Linked DNA regions of Zea mays: region 2 is linked to region 1. The links are chromatin contacts, called in public Hi-C maps. All regions are on one chromosome and are shown on one strand. The core of a region is the stretch at or near the end of the contact, and the rest is flanking DNA. Distances in the headings are between cores, read along the strand shown.

The links. Hi-C and Micro-C count contacts between places; a contact is called where the count stands out from the background.
Region 2: a contact with region 1 is called in a Hi-C map of ear, with 2.7 times the contacts expected there. The contact joins the enhancer-like site here to the promoter of LOC100276847 in region 1. A contact is called at or near these places in 2 of 25 Hi-C or Micro-C datasets (ear and tassel).

Annotation. Positions count from the first base shown.
Region 1 is chr1:103,209,629-103,212,328 of Zm-B73-REFERENCE-NAM-5.0, reverse strand. It overlaps LOC100276847 (NADH dehydrogenase [ubiquinone] 1 beta subcomplex subunit 10-A), which reads right to left and starts at 1,402. Exons shown (of 2, transcript NM_001416002.1): 1 at 1,034-1,402. The coding sequence starts at 1,319. LOC100277622 reads left to right here and starts at 1,512. Exons shown (of 3, transcript NM_001151134.2): 1 at 1,512-1,702; 2 at 1,799-1,909; 3 at 2,083-2,417. The coding sequence starts at 1,612. The coding sequence ends at 2,156.
Region 2 is chr1:103,372,727-103,375,426 of Zm-B73-REFERENCE-NAM-5.0, reverse strand. No RefSeq gene overlaps it. Among protein-coding and RNA genes, the nearest start is that of LOC732818, 110 kb to the right of the region's middle. Within about 2 kb of position 1,261, at least 17 of the 20 cell types and tissues checked have an H3K27ac peak or open chromatin away from gene starts, as enhancers often do. A contact at or near this core is called in ear and tassel, where this site is marked.

The DNA of each region.
Region 1 (2,700 bases), core at 153-2,652:
GTTATGCAGCACAATGTCACCTGGTTACTTAACAATACATTTGCGCTCTCAGCCTACTTTTTGTCGTGCCACCTGATCTCCTGCTCTCGTACCAACAATCATAATGGTCTGCTTCTTGATTAGTTATAGATTCTTCAAAATCCTGGTCTTCAATAGGATGCTGCTGCTGCTTTGGTGTGCCTGATCTCTGCACCTCTTTGAAAAAAGACAGTACAATTCTATCTGTGTTGGACTCGACAGAGATGGAATATTGGTGGCAAGTTGCACAGTGATGAAAAAGACATCAGCCTATATGCTTCTATGAAGCATTGAACAGGCCACTGTACACATATGTGATGAGGGGGGAAAAAGGAGATCGCAAAGGATGCAGCCAATGTTACAACAATAGTAACCTGCATCAAATCAGTAATACAGTTGCAAGCACACTCCGATGAGGAGAGCAATGTGGTAGGTCATAATGCATCATCGGTCGTCTAGGTCTGCAGCATCAGCCATCTCTCTCAAGGTTCCTGCACGATCCAGACATTCCCTGTCGGCTCTTGGTCTCCAGTATATTGAGGCTAGTTCAGGACAGGAAAAGGAAAAGAACAAGCCGGGCATGGGAGTAGCGACGACGGGCGACGGATGGCGTCAAATGACCGAAATCCTGCAGCAGTTGCAACCTACACACGGTTTAAGGCTCACTGTTTGGAGTCTATCCTTCAATTTGGGCCTAAACAAATTGACTTGAGTAGCAGTAGCTAAATCAAAATATAAGGCCCAATTATAGAACTCATGATTGGAGTTGTTCTAATGCATTTCGGTTTCCACCACTCAGACTGATTACCACACAACATACATAGAAAGGAAAGAATGTGCTTAGTTTCAGCAGGCCTCACCCCTCCAATCCAGGAACAGCAGCACGAGAAGCCGAGGCAGCAGCTACTCCGCCTCGATGATCTTCTTGGGCTCTGCGAACCAGAGAAGAAGCAGCCATATAGACCTATCGATCATGCCGATCAAAGGGTAAGACGAGGCATGAAGGGATTCGGACCGTGTAACTCGGGCGGTCGGGCATCTTTGCCCCAACCCACGCCGCGTGTAGCCTCTAGGTACTGGTCCACGAGGTGGCGGCACTTCTGGTGGTGGTTGATCCCCTCGATGCGGTAGCACCAGCGGAGGCGCTCCCGGATGATCTTGGCGGTCTCGATCTGGATCCACTTCTCCCGCACCAGGTGTTCCCGGTACTCCAGCATAGCCACCGGGTCCGCATATGGGTTCTTCGGGTCGAAGTTATCCGGTGGCTGCTCATCGAACTCAACCTTTGCCTTGCGCACCATCTTCTCCGATCGCGGCCGGCGGCCGCACGGTCTTCCGATTGGGTGGGGGTGGGGGTGGGGGTGTGGGATTGGTGTGGTCCGCTCGGTCGGATGGGAGACGGAGCTGATGGGTCGATGAGTTAATTATGCGAACCAGGCCTGTGGGCTGTTAGTCGGCCCAACAGAATGAAGCGTAGGTGGGCCAAGAGACAAGCTTCTGTCGCCGACTCACTGTTTCCCGAAGTCTGCACTCTGCAGGCGGAAACGCCAGTTCAGCCACGTGGAGAGGGCAGATCCGAGAAGAGCCGGCGCGATGAGCTCGCCGGCGAGGTCGACCATCTCGGCCGCCGAAGACGTCGCTGATTCCATCGACGCGCTCTACCGCAAGGACGAGGCCCTGGCTGGTGATACGCCCCTCTATCTCTCTCTCCCTTTTGCAAGCGGTGCCAGGTGAATGCCTCAGAGAGTCAGAGTGACTGACCGATTGGTTGGCCTTGCAGAACTCAAGTCTGAGGTGATGGAGGCGCTGCAGAGGGAGGTGAGGTCTCTCGACGAAGACAACTGGATGTTCGCCGCACCGCGGTCCCGCATCAACCTCGTCTCCAGGCCTGGTAAGAAGGGGAACACAAAAATAGCAACAGATGGTTTTCTGATCAGTTTTTTTTAAATCTGTCTATATGGCCTGAGTTTAATGCTTCTGTTCCTGATGAATGAGCTGTGTACATTCCTTATACGATTGCGACCGATTTTATTTGTACCCCATTGGGGGGCATGTGTTTATCAGGTGCTTACCTGCCCAAGCAAAACGGGAAGCTCTCAGAGTTGGGGCAAGCATCCAAGAAAACAAGGAACTTCTAGGGTGTACATGCTTGTGCTTGCAAGAAGCCTGGTCCATGACTCCATGATGGTAGTGAAGGCTGTAGCATCAAGGATGATTTGTTCATGTTTCAAATCAATCTGGTTGCTTCCTGCTAATTCAATTTCAGACACATGTAAGGATTTTTCAAGTGATTGTGACTTCAATGTCATGGTATTGTTTATGACTTGTGCCTTTCCTATCTTCTACAAACTCAACCTGCCTAGTTTTTCTTACATTCATGATCCATCCTTTTCTTTCTGAACAGATATGCATGATTGCCACTTTAGTTGGAGACAGCAAATACATCGATAATTATTGAACAAAGTTATGTTGTCTTTAGTTCTTATGATCACTGGTATTAGAATACCTTTAATTCGGTTGTAAGTTGAAAAGCTTGCAAATTAAAATTCATATCTTAACATAAAAATGTTAGAACATAGATATGTTCTTTTTCTGAGCTGTCTTTTTGTATGGCACTGTCCCATGCCTCATATTAAACTGTATTATTTAGTGATCTTAATTACTTACTCTTAGCCTACCGTC
Region 2 (2,700 bases), core at 12-2,511, 160 kb before region 1:
AAATAAACGAACTAAATCTACTAATGATTGAAAACTCTGTTAAAATTGTCCACAAATGATACATGTAGGTCTACATAGTGTAGGAACATACCACAAAAATTTTGAGAGACAAAATAAAAAAAATAAAAAAATACTTTGCCGAGTGTCTAGAGATGACACTCGGCAAAGTATGCTTTGCCAAGTGCCTACTATGTAACACTCGGCAAAGAAGCCTCTTTGCCGAGTGCCAGCCGTTGGCTCTCGGCAAAGACTGACGGCCGTCAGCTTTGGGACGGCCGCTGACGGCGCTTTGCCGAGAGCCCCCTTTGTCGAGTGTTTGACCCTCGACAAACTTGTCTTTGCCGAGTGCGTTCTGTGCCGAGTGTTCAGCACTCGGTAAAGGGGCTCTTTGCCGAGAGCCTAAATTTACTGAGTTTGCCGAGTGCCCGATAAAAAGTACTCGGCAAAGCCGCCGGCACTCGGCAAAGCCTACGATTCCGGTAGTGATACCACTATATAATTTATAAGTTTAAGTTTTACAAAACTCATGCTCAAAATTTTTACTAAATTCGCCAGACAAATTACATTTAGACTTGGTGTATCATCAAACCAATAATTTAGATAGCTGGATAACTATCTCTTATTTACTAATCCAATTTAATGAACAATATTATTTAGATGACCCCTCAACTATCATCCTTCCTCTTGCCGTAACAACTGTACTTCTATTATTCAAGTTTTGTTCTAAATGAAATGCATCTCTAGCTATAAGAATATTTAACTCTAGCCGTAACAACTGTACTTCTATTATTCAAGTTTTGTTCTAAATGAAATGCATCTCTAGCTATAAGAATGTTTAACTCTAGCTATTTTTTACTTTCTCTATTTTTAAAACACAATATTTGCATTTTCAAGCATTTTTTATAAAGCATTTTTCCTACGATTACAGAAATACACTCGTGTTGAGACCCGAACGAGTACTCCACTAGTATCTTAATAGAAACAATAGCAGTATTTTTATAGTATATTTTTCCATGGTACAATGAGGTCAGTGATGGCTGCAGTCGTGCCTTCACCAGATGCTGCTCTTTTCCCAGGCTACAGTATGATTCTGTTGCTCCGAGCTGTGACTGTGAACGATTCTTTCTTTTGGCCTGTGTGACTCTGTCAACGATTCCGATAGTGAGGGTTGGAGATTCCATGGGCCCTCGCGGGCAGGCCAGGCTGGCTAGGCCCATGAGCGTATAGAACGTGCGGGTACCAACATGGCACGTGGCGCTCTATCACCTGCGGCGTGGCAGCCGCTCTGTTGCTGCATCACCATTTGGACGGCCGTGGCACCCCGCTATACCCATGCAACGACACACGAGACGCCACCGCACCAGCGATCCCGGCTTTCCGCGCAGGCATAGAGGTGCAGAACATCGGAGTACACGTCCGTAGTCAGCGTGGAGCTAGGCAAGGGCGCAAGGCATAGTCCATCCTGGACCACGGACCAGAATAGACCAGATGCACTAACAACTCCGAGCACCTGATACTTGTGATTTAGACACTGTTCCAAATCCCTAAAATTTTACTTAGCTGCTAAATTAGCTGAGAGGTTTAGAATTAGCTAATAGACCAACTAATTATTAATTATAGCTCTCAAATAATTATTAGCTGTTAACTGCTTTAACCAGCTAAAATCAACTTAAAACTTATTAACTGACTAATAATTTGCTCTTGAGGTTTGAAATATGGTCTCACTAACCCAGGTAAGTAATAAAACCTACCATTATTTATTTATTTATTTTCATTTAACTTATAATTTTCTAGATCCGAACATCTCAAGTTCTACTCGAGGACAATAATATTGCTATCTGGCATCATGTGTTCTCCGATAACTATTTGGCTATTTGCCACTTATTTTTAGATAATGAAAAAACATCGTTCCAGTCTTCTCCCTTGTATGTAGGTTATGGCCAATAATTTATATCAGCTCTCTAAAAAAGAACCACCACATTAAAAATATAGAACAAAACAACTAAGAGAGACAAAACAAACCCCGACATCATCTAAAACGAAGTGATCCTAGCTATTCATGAATCTCCAGCCCAAATGAGCGAATATCTATATAGATATCATCTGACATGCCACTTTTATTATAATCCTCTTCATCCTTTTGTAGCTAGGATCATAATCTAAGCCAGAGCATCGTTCGAAAGATTACCTGCAAATAAGTAACCATAGAGGATTTATCAAAAACTAACTCATTCCTACTAGTATAGATAGCCCAACATTAGTAACCATAGGGGATTTATCAAAAACTAAATCATTCCTACTAGTATAGATAGCCCAACATATAGCTGCAACACTTGTACTAATCAGATTTTTGTTTTGATGACACCCCAAGGAGCCATGATCCATAAACATGTTTCACGGATCTAAGTAGATTCAGGCCAAAACAGCATTGAGCGAGCCTCCAACAGAAATGAACATAATGACACTTAAAAAACAAGTGTTGTGTAGACTCATCTGAAGCACAGAACACAGATTTTTTATTTCCCTGCCAATTATGCCTAGCTAGGTTATCTTTTGTTAAAATAACATCTTTAAATAAGTACCACATAAAAATCTTTATCTTTAACAGCACTTTAAGTTTTCATAAAGGTTTGTGATAAAAAAACCTTGGCATTCTTCATTAGAAAACTATACATGGATTTAACAGAAAACTGCCCCGAT